Linked DNA regions of Sus scrofa: regions 2 and 3 are each linked to region 1. Evidence: chromatin contacts called from public HiChIP or PLAC-seq data. All regions are on one chromosome and are shown on one strand. The core of a region is the stretch at or near the end of the contact, and the rest is flanking DNA. Distances in the headings are between cores, read along the strand shown.

Region 1 (4,171 bases), core at 741-3,240:
AAGAGAAGGGGCCCCGGGAGAGAGGGGGTCCCCGAGGAGCTCCTTAATGGTTTATTCCAGGTGGAGGGAAGAGGGTATGACATTGAGAGAGGGTGATGGCATCTCCTGGCAGCCACCCCTGGCTGGACTGGAGAGAACATGAGATTTCATGTTCCTGGGAGGGAGGGAGTCAGGCAGAGGAATCATAAGGTTTAGGCTGTAAAAATAGCAAGAAAGAACCATTCCTCCTAATTCCCAATTCCTCCGGATACCCGATTCCTCAGTTCCCCCGTCCTAAGTTAAGGAGGAGTCCCCCAAATACAGAACTGCTTCTTCCTTCCTTCCTTCTTTCCCTCCTTCCTTCTTTCCCTCCTTCCTTCCTTCCTTCCTTCCTTCCTTCCCTCCCTTCTCTCTTTCTCTCTTTCTCTCCTTCCTTCCTTCCTCTCTCTCTCTTTCTTTCATCTTTTTAAGGCAGCATCCATGGCATATGGAAGTTCTCAGGCTTAGGAGTCGAATTGGAGCTGTAGCCACCGGCCTTTGCCACAGCCACAGCAATGTGGGATCTGAGCTGCGTCTGCCACCCCTACACCACAGCTCACGGCAACGCCAGATCCTTAATCCACACTGAGTGAGGCCAGGGATGGATCCCAATCTTCATGGATACTAGTCGGGTTTGTAACCCACTGAGCCACAATGGGAACTCCAGAACTGCCTTTTCAACTTCTGCCATGAGGTGAACATATAATCTCAGATAAATCATTTAATCCTTCTAGGGCTCAGCCTTTTTAATTATTTTAATTTTTTTGGTTGCGCCTGTGGCATGCGGAACTTCCTGGGCCAGGGATTGAATCTGTGCCACAGCAGTGACCCAAGCTGCTTCAGTGACAATCCTGGATCCTCAACTCTCTGAGTCACCAAGGAACTCCCTTGGGGCTTAGTTTGCACATCAGGATTGGCCGTGTGATTTCTGAGGTACCTAAAGTTATTAACAATGCCAAATATCATGGGACTAACACATACATACTTCTGTATAAAACAGATGATTAATAAGAACCTACTGTATAGCATAGGAAAATCTACTCAATAGTTTGTAATAGCCTATATGGGAAAAAAGAATGGATATATTTACATGTGTGACTGATTCACTTTGCTGTATGCCTCAAACTAATACAACATTGTAAATCAACTATACTCCAATAAAATTAAATTTTAAAAAAGACACGTCAAAGATAAAAAGAACAGCAAATAGTTACTGAGTGCTAATTTATTTATTTTTTTTTAGGGCTGAACCTGCAGCATATGTTAAGTTCCCAGGCTAGGGGTCGAATCAGAACTGCAGCTGCCAGCCTACACCACAGCCACAGCATAGAGGATCCCAGCCACATCTGCAACCTACACTACAGCTCACGGCAATGCTGGATCCTTAACCCACTGAGTGAGGCCAGGGATTGAACCTGCGTCTTCACGGATACCAGTCAGGTTCGTAACCTGCTGAGCCACAATGGGAACTCCCTGAGTGGGAATACTTACCATACGCTAAAATACGCCTGGATGATGTATATTAATATTTGCCATATGCTCTACACATGGATTAGCTCATTCATCCTTACAGCTCCCTTTTCCAGAGTTATCATTCCCATTCAGCGTGAAAAGACTGAGGCTTGGAGAAGTACAGTAAGTCACTCACAGTCACACGGCTAATACCGAGTGGAGACAGGATACAAAGGCTGGTCTCTCCAGTTTCAGTATTGGTCCTTTTATGAGTTTTGCCAGCTTGCCCCCGTTCCGTGATTTACCATAATAAACAGGTGTGAGTCACTCTTTCAAAAAAGAGGACATTAGTCTGGGACCGGAAGAGTGAACTGGATATAAGCCACGATTTTGCTCCTTGGAGGAGAGGAAGTTTGGCTCCTTCCTTCAGCGTTTGTCTGCCCTATCTCCCTTCCTAGCATCTGGCAGGGAGGAATGGCCAGCCTGACTTGGTAAAGGCCAGGATATCCACTGGGCTATTTTCCAAGTGTGCAGTCATTCTGCATTAGATGTGTAATAGGCTCCCTGGTAGTTCCTGCTTTGGGGAAGCCGGCTGACCCGTTTCTGACTTCTCTCCTTGAGGGCGATCCAGCCGGTCTTGTTCTTTTTCTTTCTGCTCTACCTCGCCTGTGCTTGTACCTGAGAGGGGAGGTCAGGCTGGGGCTTCTGCAGGGAGGCCTGAGGGTTTAAGGGAAGGAAGCAAGAAGACCCACTTCGGTCACAAGACCTAAGTTTTGTTTGTTTTTATTTCTCCCGCATCGAGGATAGCTGGGTACTGGTCCACTTACTAACAACTTGGGTATATATTACACTGGTACTTTGGGTCCTTTTTGCCTAGTTTTCTTATGTTTACAGCTCCCTTGGTTTGGAATCCTGATGAGAGAATGTGTAAGCAATAAGTAAGACATTCCTAAGCCCTAGGGTAATATAATCTGATATCCTTAAGATCTCAGGTTGCCTATAACAAGTACAGAGACTGAGTCAGTGACTTCAAAAATATCCACAAAAGAAAGCTCAGGCCCAGATGGCTTCATCATTGAAGCTTACCACACATACAAAAGAAGAATTAATAACAATTCTTTGTAAGAATCGTTAGAATTGTTCACAAGGACCACTTTTCGACTGATTCTATGATGCCCGTATGATCCTGATACCAAAACCAGAAAAAGACATCAGAGGAAAAGGCTACAGATGATTATCTTTTATGAATAGGGATGCAAAAACCCTCAACAAAATAATAGCGAACCTAAATGTAGCAATATTTTAAAAAGGATGATACACTGTGACGAAATGGGTTATATCCCAGGAATGCAAGGTTGGTTTCACATGAAATTCAATTAATATAATACACCAGATGAAGCAATGAAGGGGAGGAAACCACGTGGTCATCTTAAAAGATGCAGAAAAGGCATCTGGCATAATTCAACACTCCTTCATGCTAAGAACATTCAATTAACTCGGCAGGAAGTGAACTTCCTCAAACAGATAGAGGGTGTCTACAAAAAACCCACAACTAGCATTATACTTAATGGTGACAGACTGAGTGCTTTTTTCTTTGATGAGTAAAAGGACAAGGACGTCCATGCCACACCAGTTTAACATGGTACTGGAGAGTCTAGCCAGTCAGGTAAGAGACTGAAACGAAAGGCATCCAGATTGGAAAGAAAGAAGTAAACCTACCTCTATTTGCAGATAACATAGTTTTGTATATATAGAAAATCCTAAGGAACCCATTAACACTATTAGAACTAATACACAAGTTCAATGAGATTTCAGGATACAAGGGCTCAATGATAAAAGTCAGTGGTATCTCCATACATTAGCTATGAACAATCGGAAAATGAAGTTAAGAAAACAATTCCAATGACCATAACATCAAAAGGAATAAAAGAGTGCAGAACTGACACTCCAAAAACTATACAACATTCTCAAAAAAAAAAAAAAATTAAAGACCTAAACAAATAGGACATCCATGCTCATGGATCAGAAGACCTGTATAGATTGCTCTACAGTCTGAATATTTCTGTTCCTCCCAATTCACATGTTGAAATCTCTTTTTTTTTTTTTTTTTTTTTGTCTTTTTAGGGCTGCACCTGTGGCATAGGGAAGTTCCCAGTCTAGGGGTCAAATCGGAGCTACAGCTGCCGGTATGTGCCAGCTGTGGCACTACAGCCACAGGCATGTCAGATCCGAGCCAAGTCTGTGACCCACACCATAGCTCACGGTAACACCGGATCCTTAACCCACTGAGTGAGGCCAGGGATCGGACGGGCATCCTCATGGGTACTAGTGGGATTCGTTGCCCCCGAACCATGACAGGAACTCCATATGTTGAAATCTTAATGCCTGATGTGATGGTGTTAGGCAGTAAGGTCTTTGGGAGGTGCTTAGGTCCTGAGAGTGGAGCCCTCGGGAATGGGATTACTGCCTTTATCAACGAAATCCCAGACAGCTTAACCCTTCCGCTGTACGAGGACAACATGAAAACATGCTGAACCAGGAAGAGAGTCTTCACCAGCTTGAACCACGAACACTCTGCTGGCTTAAGTGGTTTAATTTTTTTTAATTATTGATAATTTAAAAAATTTAAAATTATTGATAATTTGGTAAGTATAATACATACTAGGACCCAGGAGAAATAAGTATGAGGAAAACACAGTCC
Region 2 (4,171 bases), core at 625-3,124, 200 kb before region 1:
TTAATTCATTGTATCTATTTGCCTTCCTTGGCTGAGGAGGGAGAGGGAAGGAGATAATCCAGAGTATTAAACAGAGAATGCTAAGCAGATTTTACTTCTGTTTTATTTTTGTTTCATTGGATTATTTATTTTTATTTTTAATTTTTTTTTGTCTTTTTTTTTTGCCTTTTCTAGGGCTGCTTCCTGTGGCATATGGAGGTTCCCAGGCTAGAGGTCTAATCGGAGCTGTAGCCACCGACCTACACAATAGCCACAGCAACACCAGATCTGAGCTGTGTGTGCGACCTACAGCACAGCTCATGGCAACGCCGGATCCCTAACCCACTGAGTGAGGCCAGGGATCGAACCCGCTACCTCATGGTTCCTAGTCGGATTCGCCAACTGCTGAGCCATGACAGGAACTCCTATTTTTATTTTTTATTGAGATATAATTGATATATAATGTGTTAGTTTAAGGTGTATGTTTTGTTTTGATACATTTAAATATTCTAATATTACCACTGTGGTGTTAGGTAACGCCTCCACTAGGTCACGTGATTATCATTTCTTTTTTAGAGTGAGAACATGCACGTTATTTAGAAAAAATCCCATTTATCAGATGCAGTCTGATCTTGGTGTTTTTATTCATTATTTTAGCAGTGTTTTTTTGGACATCAGTTTTTGTGTGAATCTGCTACATCTAGTGAAGAATTAGCATAACATCTCTGTAGTCAGATAATTTGTTTTATAAGTTGCAGTACTAAGCAGGCACATTAATGATTGATAGACTTTTTCCCCCTAAAGGAAAGACTCGGCTGGAGGTGGGGGGAACTAAAGAATTATTTGAAAATAAATGGGAAGAAGAGAAATTATTTATTTTTGTGAAATAGTTTTATATATAAAGAAAAAATTATGTGATGTGTAAATGGTAAGTAATTTTGGCATGTAGTGTGTGACTGTGTGGTTGAGTAGCTGTGTGGGCTTCTGGTTTAGACTGTGCCTTCATACAGTTCTAAATAAAAGGGTACAAAAGGGTTTTCAAGTCAAAGTCTTTTTCATGTCCAGTCACCACGGTTTTTTTTTTGGGGGGGGGGTTGTCTTTTTGCCTTTTCTAGGGCGGCTTCCTGCGGCATATGGAGGTTTCCAGGCTAGGGGTCTAATCAGAGCTCTAGCTGCTGGCCTACACCACAGCCTCAGCAACGCGGGACCCGAGCCTCGTCTGCGACCTACACCACAGCTCACAGCAATGCCAGATCCTTAACCCACTGAGCAAGACCAGAGATTGAACTCACAACCTCATGGTTCCTAGTTGGATTCATTAACCACTGAGCCACGACAGGAACTCCAGGGTCACCAAGTTTATTTCCCTGGAGACAGCCACTGTTGGTTTATTCTTCCAGAAGTACGTCATGCATATAAGCCAAAGTTCCTGTCTGAGGGTTTATGTATGGTTTTATTTTCCCCCTTTTGTAGAGAAGTAACAGATTCCTTTGTACCTAGTTTTCCTTTTCACTTACCTCTATACCTGGAGTTCAGTCCTATGTCAGTACATAACGCCTTCCTTATTCTTTCTCATAGCTAGAGCTGCACAGTTGAAATAACAGCTTATGGGAGGAGAAGCTTTCCATATTGTGGATACTTACGGGCTGAGTACATTGGGGTTTTTTGTTTGTTTGTTTTTCTTTTTTGGCCACCTCACAGCATATGGAAATTACCTGGCCGGGGGCCAGGGATCAGATCCCAGCTGCACTTGCTACCTACACCACAGCTGTGGCAGCGCCAGATCCTTAACCTGACCTGCTGTGCCAGGCTGGGGATTGAGCCAGTGTCCCAGCACTCCAGAGACACCATGGGTCCTGTTGTGCCACAGCGGGAACTCCTCTGAAACTACTTGTGATTTTTAAGGAAGTAATGATGTATATTCAACTCAGAGTGGAATTTTATGTGGTCTTGGTATACTTTGTATGTTCATCTTTTGAAAACCACAAATGATCAAAGCTGCACGAAATTTCATTCGGGTTAAATGTTCATCATTACTTCCTAGTTTCAGAGGGAGTTCCCTGTGGCCTTGTGATTAAGAATCCGGTATTGTCACTGCTGCAGCTTGGGTGCCTGCTGTGGCTCGGATTCAGTTCCTGGTCTGGGAACTTCTGCAAGCTGTGGATGCAGCCCCCCAGAAAAGTAGTTTCAGAGATCAAATCTTCTAGCATTTTCTCTGATGTAAAGACTAGGGATGATCTGAAAACAGTCTTTATAATAAATTGAAGTAACAAACTTTAAACCTGTTTTTATATTCAATAAATTTTTCGCTTAATAAAATTCAAATTTTTCCTTCCAGTTTTTGACATCAGGATTATGTTGAGCATGCATGTTTTGTTCAGTACTGTCAGTCATAACCAATAACAGTAACCACTTGGATTGTTGAGTATTTTGGTACAATGTGATTCATAAAGAATGACCTTGGAGTTCCCATTGTGGCTCAGCAATAACAAACCCAAGTAGTATCCATGAGGTTGTGTGTTCAGTCCCTGGCCTCACTGAGTGGGTTAAAGATTCTGCATTGCGGAGTTCCCGTCATGGCGCAGTGGTTAACGAATCTGACTAGGAACCATGAGGTTGCGGGTTCGGTCCCTGCCCTTGCTCAGTGGGTTAACGATCCGGCGTTGCCGTGAGCTGTGGTGTAGGTTGCAGACGCGGCTCGGATCCTGCGTTGCTGTGGCTCTGGCGTAGGCCGGTGGCTACAGCTCCGATTCGACCCCTAGCCTGGGAACCTCCATATGCCGCGGGAGCGGCCCAAGAAATAGCAAAAAGACCAAAAAAAAAAAAAAAAAAAAAAAAAGATTCTGCATTGCCCTGAGCTGTGGTGTAGGTTGCGAACACGGCTCTGATCTGGCATTGCTCTGGTTGGTGTGGCTGGCGAAGACTGGCAGCTGCAGCTGTGATTTGACCCCTACCCTGAGAATTTCCATATGCTACAACTGTGGCCCTTTTCAGGCATGACCTAAAGAAAAGGAATGACCTTAGTTAAGAAAGGTCAGTTCAGTAGTCTTAGTCTTACTTTGACTTAAAACGCTCATGGCATACATGTCTCTCTTTTTTTTTCCTTTTTTTTTGAGTGAGCAAATCTGTGTCCTTATGTGTTAATCTTACTGTCAAAAAGGTTAGAGCCTTTGTATTAAATTTTTGTTTTCAATTTTTTCTGCTTTTAAAAAGTAACACAGATATTTTCTGGTAAGTGTTTAGCAGTAACAGGAGATTTATTTACTTGGTGTTACCAATGGGGTGTTTATTTACTTCTAATGTTAGAATGCCCCAGGGCTCAGTCTAATGCCTTACATATGTTATTTTACTTATTGCCCATCTCACCCACCAAAGTGTTAATAAGTTCCACGAGGGCAGAATTTAAAAAAATTTTTTTTCGTTTCACTCACAGCTGTATCCTGGATACCTGGCACAATGCCTGGCACATAGTAGGTGCTTGATGGATATTTGTGAAATGAATGATTCTTGATGTACATCACTAGTTGATTTGGAAGACATTTATAAATACTGCTTTAGTGTCTCAAAAGCTGCTACTTAAATACAGGGCTGGTTACAGCAGAATCCTTCTGTGGTTGGCAGAGTGCCTTCTAAGATGTCTGCACATGGGACTGAGCTCTGCTGCTCGGCGAGATTAGGAAAGGTACCTCCTCTGGGGACCTACCTTCAGAATGGGGAGTAGGTTTCTTTTGCTGAAAGCTGCACAGCCATTTTGCGTACCTGCTTCTCGAAAGTGTCCCTGGAAGATACTTTGATTGTAGACACGGGGAAAATCTTGCCGACCGAGATCTTTGGTGTTAGGCGTTTTGGGGGGTTAACAAATAAGAAACGATGCTGACCAACTTTCTGGGTTTAAACATTGGGTAGGGGCATCATTGTTTCTGAAGGAGTTTTATTTTTATTTATAAACTAGTTTTGAGAACTGTTTGCCTCAATCGAAGTATAACAAAGTACACTCTTGTTTCTAGGTGCAAAGTTTAGAGAACTAATGGATAAATTCCTGAGGGTTAACTTCAGTAAAGGCTGCCCACCCTTGTTTACCACGCTGAAATCTCTATATTACGACGCAGAAAAGGTAAAATTTGGTCTTTATTCAGTTTTGCGGTAGTGTTTTTGCTAACTTAATTATTATAGAAGGATTTCCATGTAGATA
Region 3 (4,171 bases), core at 517-3,016, 130 kb before region 1:
GGGATCGCAGACAAAGCAGGAACAACATGGAGTAACCAAGGTTTCCTTTGATAGAAAAGACCTATGTTAATTCTCCAACCAACCTCTCCTGGTGAACTGCATTGTCACTGTCTTAGTAAACTGGCATGGCTGCTAAAAAGTGAGGCTGTTCTGTAGGTTCTTTTGAAGATCAGCTTAACCGATTCTTTAGCTGAGAGGGTTCCTGAGCCATCATGCAAGAGCTGGGCTGGGGCATCCAGCACCCTGCACCCTACCTTGGCCAAGGAGGGAGAGCTGCCTCTGGAGGGCAGCGCCCTGGCCTCAGCTCCCAGATCGGTTGCTGCTTTCTTGGCTCCTGGCATCCCCAGTGGGCACCGCAGCAAGTCAGAGAGCAGGAGGGAGGGAAAGACAGAAAAAAGAGTTTTAATAAGGGAGGTGGGGAAAAGAAGAGAAAAAGACGCCCAGGCCTTGCCTTGTTGCTTCAAGGACCTGGGTTATCTGCTCCCTTATTTGGAGCCTCTTCCTCCTGTCTGCTCTGTTTGCCTTCCGCTGGGCAGAAAGCGAGGTTGTGTTGTCTCTGAAGCCAAACAGATGGGCCTTTCCATTGCTGTGGGACTCGTGTGCTACTTAGCCTCTCTGTGCCTCAGCTTCACTCCTAAACAAGCAGCAGTGCTGCTTCTCCAGGTTACTGCGGACCTGGCAAAAGTGCCTGCCAAGACCTGACCCAGGAAGCCCTTGATACCCTGGCTAAGATGCCTGGCTTCCCTCTAAAGCCAGTTTGTGGGTCAGAGACCCTGGCAGCCAGGTCCAAGAGCATGATGACTGTCGGGCATTTGACGTGTGTCTAGTACACCCGAGGGACCGAATTTTTCAAGGGGTTTATTTTGATTGCTTTGTATGGAAGAAGCCACCTGCGGCAAGCGCAAGGGCTTTCACCATTACGACTGGTGCCCCGCCAGGCGGCTGGGCGGGGTGACTCAGTGTGGGACACAGAGACGCGCCGCGTTCGCGCTGCATCTACGCAGGGATTTCTTTCCCTAACAAACTCTTTCCGCATAAAGTCGGGGCTGGTGTGAACGCCCAGGAGTGGAGTCAGGCTCCGGGCTTCGGGATGGGAGCGGCTAAGGGTTCATAAGGACGTGGCACCACCGACCTCTGTCCCTCTGGCCGCGGGCTCTGTCCACTCCATCTGCCCACAACCCTCGAGTCCCTGGAGACGATGGGGACAGGAGGCGCGGGGGACCGCCCCCTGCGTCCCCACACGGGTCTGGGTCTTCCTCGGCTTTTGGCCACTTTATTCTTCGCCACAAACCCCGGAGGATCAGGATTTCCATTGCACAGACGACGAAACTGAGGCGCGAGGAGCTTAAGGGCACAGGGCGGGAAGCAGCCGAGCACCAGCCTTCAAGTCTTTGGGGCTCTGGTGACACCAAAGCCACTTTCGTAGGTCGCGTTGTCAGGGCACGCGGGGAAAGCGCCGGGTAAATATTTGGGACTGTAACCCGGACTCCGCGTCACTGCGGTTCCCGGGAGGGCGCGTGGCGAGGGCGGTGCCTGGGGGACAGGGGCGTCTCCTGGCGCAGCGGAGGGGACTGACCCGGAGGCCCAGCTCCCGCGGCGCCGCCCCGCCTCGCCCCGCCCCGCCCCCGCCGGCGGCTATAAGACCTGGGGCGGCGGGTGGCGGCGGCCGGGGAAAGAGCGGGAGGGCGGGCGGTGTAGGCAACCGCGCGGCGGGAGTGCGGCCAGTGGAGCGGACGGGCAGAGCAGGAGCGCGGCCAGGAGACGGGGCAGCGGGAGCATCTGCACGATCCCCGCGCCCAGACTTCGCAGGAACCCACAACGCGCGCCGGGCCGAGCCCGCCCATGAAGCCGCCCGCGGCACAGGGCAGCCCCGCGGCCGCCGCGGCCGCAGGTGAGTGGGGGTCGCCTTAAAGGCCGGGCCTTTGAGAGTTGGGGGCTGAAGCAAGGGGATCCCGCGTAGTCCCTTTACACCCTTCCCCCAGCCTCCCCGGGGTGGGTGGGGGGGACTTGCCCCGGGAGGGTTCAGCCGCCTCTCCACGCGGGGCTGGGGATGCCAGCCCGACACGTCACGGGCGCATCCTGACTCAGTCCTCCCACCGCCACCGGGGAGTGAGCGGGGGGGACAAGTACCCGACAGAGTGTGGGAGAGGTGGGCTGTGTCGGTGGGCTCCGTGACCTTTGGCCGGCAACTTTTCCAGCGGAAGCTCAGTTTCTTTAGCTCTAAAATGGGTGGATAGTAGAGAGCGCTTTAGGGGGTGATGGAGAGTCGTAAAGGGTAACAGCCAGCAGCGGGCAGCGACAGCGTGGCTGTCCCCGGGCAAACGCGCAGCGAGTGTTGGTTAGCGATCCTCGGGGAACGGTGGCGGCCCCCCCCACCCCCTTCACCTGAGCCCGCGGTCCCTGCCCCAGCCCCGGCCTTGGACTCGGCTGCCGCCGGGGACCTGACGGACGCGCTGTGTGAGTTTGACGCGGTGCTGGCCGACTTCGCGTCCCCGTTCCACGAGCGCCACTTCCACTACGAGGAGCACCTGGAGCGCATGAAACGGCGGAGCAGCGCCAGTGTCAGCGACAGCAGTGGCTTCAGCGACTCGGAGAGTAAGTGTGGCCCGGGCCAGGGAAGATGTCAGAATCCTGGGGACTCCGCTGTACTCGGCCCACCGAGGAGAGCCTGGCCTCGCGGGCTCGGTTTGCTTAGTTGTAAACCGATTCTCTAGGACGCTAGGAGCCTCCAGGGCGGCGGGTTCAGCGGAGACCAGACCCCCGAGGTTGGTCCCCGAAGGCTCTTGGAGGGCAGGCTGGTTTATCTGTCGCCTGCAGATGTCAGGAAGCAGGAGACTGTAAGGGCTTGCCTGAGACGCAGCCAGGCAGGACTCCTGGGACCGGAGCCAGGGCTCGTCACAGCTCCTTCTCCTCCTCTCCTTTCCCCTCCACCCGCCTCTCAGCAGTGTCTTCAGAGGGCGTGGAGCAAGTGCCACAAGAATGGGGTCAGAGGAGACATGGGAGGGTACCATATGGAAATATTTGTGAAACCAGGAAAAGTTTCATAAGCTCCCGTCCTTGGGATTTTTGAAATGACTTCTTGCACTTTCTTCTGGCCCTGAGCTCCCAGGCTTGTTGCTCCATTGCCCGCAGTTTTGAAAGAATCCTTGGCACTGCGGAGTTCAAGTATTTAGAAAGTGTCCCTCATCCTTCAGGCAGGCCCATCACTGGGACTGCTGGCTCTGACCCCACCCCACCCACCCACCCAGGCTGCAGGGGGAGGGGCAGGGAGCAGATGGGTCCAGAGCTGCTTCCTGGTGGCATTTCTCATAGTGGAGTCTACCCTAGGGACTCTCCATCCTAAACCCTCTTGTCAAGAAAAGGGACTACTGAGAATTCCCATTGTGTCTCAGTCCTTAAGAACCTGACGAGTATTCATGAAGATGTGGGTTCCATCCCTGGCCTCCATCAGTGGGTTAAGGATCTGGCGTTACCATGAGCTGCAGCATAGGTTGCAGATGCAGCTTGAATCCTGAGTGGCTGTGGCGTAGGCTGGCAGCTGCAGCTCTGATTTGACCTAGCATGGGAACTAAAGAGCAAACAAAACAAAACAAAAAACAAACAAAAAAAAGAGAGAGAGAGAGACCACTTTTCCCAGGAGTTCAATGTCCTGTAAGGATTATGGAGACCTGTTGAGGTGTCAAACAGAGAATTTGGTGACTATTCGATATTCTGTGACTGTTGGTTTTCCCAACCTGGATTCCTTATTATTTTGCAAAGTGAATTTTAAACACGTCTGGTTATTCTTGAGACTTCACTCTCAAGATGGGTTCCAAGCATGAATGTCACTCCTTTTTTCTGTCCTGGACTCTGAAAGTAAAAGCAATGACCTTGTGATTTTCCTTGTGATTCTCTTCTTTTGAAATCTGAAGCTCTCCCCCCTCGTTACAGGGCAAAGATAGGTCCCAGACTTACCACGAGCCGTCCTCCTGAAAAGGATTACAGGGCCCTTGCCATCCAGGTCAGGGTTTGAGTCAGAGACTTGAGTTCCAGCTTGACTTTCCTTGGCAGCCCTGCCCCAGGGTTAGATCTAATTGCAGCTTTTGAGGTGAAAGGGAATGGAATTGTATGGCTGTTAATTTTCCATTCTGTATTTTTGGACTTCGTTGCTAATGACCAGACCTCTTGTTTG

Evidence for each region. HiChIP or PLAC-seq counts read pairs in DNA pulled down with a chosen protein or histone mark.
Region 2: a contact with region 1 is called in an H3K27ac HiChIP or PLAC-seq map of alveolar macrophages, with 4 times the contacts expected there. The contact joins two enhancer-like sites. A contact is called at or near these places in 19 of 47 Hi-C or Micro-C datasets (adipose tissue, alveolar macrophages, brain and 12 more) and 2 of 2 datasets of contacts at active chromatin or transcription factors (alveolar macrophages and skeletal muscle).
Region 3: an H3K27ac HiChIP or PLAC-seq map of alveolar macrophages shows a contact between it and region 1. The contact joins the promoter of RGCC here to the enhancer-like site in region 1. A contact is called at or near these places in 12 of 47 Hi-C or Micro-C datasets (alveolar macrophages, embryonic fibroblasts, heart right ventricle and 6 more) and 2 of 2 datasets of contacts at active chromatin or transcription factors (alveolar macrophages and skeletal muscle).

Annotation. Positions count from the first base shown.
Region 1 is chr11:25,365,745-25,369,915 of Sscrofa11.1, reverse strand. The region is part of intron 37 of VWA8 (von Willebrand factor A domain-containing protein 8); the gene reads right to left. Among named protein-coding and RNA genes, the nearest start is that of RGCC, 130 kb to the left of the region's middle. Within about 2 kb of position 1,990, at least 27 of the 83 cell types and tissues checked have an H3K27ac peak or open chromatin away from gene starts, as enhancers often do. A contact at or near this core is called in alveolar macrophages, retroperitoneal adipose tissue, skeletal muscle and 1 more, where this site is marked.
Region 2 is chr11:25,563,009-25,567,179 of Sscrofa11.1, reverse strand. NAA16 (N-alpha-acetyltransferase 16, NatA auxiliary subunit) reads left to right here. Exons shown (of 17, transcript XR_002336686.1): 9 at 3,987-4,093. Among named protein-coding and RNA genes, the nearest start is that of NAA16, 30 kb to the left of the region's middle. Within about 2 kb of position 1,874, at least 1 of the 83 cell types and tissues checked has an H3K27ac peak or open chromatin away from gene starts, as enhancers often do. A contact at or near this core is called in alveolar macrophages, where this site is marked.
Region 3 is chr11:25,494,018-25,498,188 of Sscrofa11.1, reverse strand. RGCC (regulator of cell cycle) reads left to right here and starts at 1,766. Exons shown (of 5, transcript NM_001244227.1): 1 at 1,766-1,891; 2 at 2,410-2,595. The coding sequence starts at 1,843.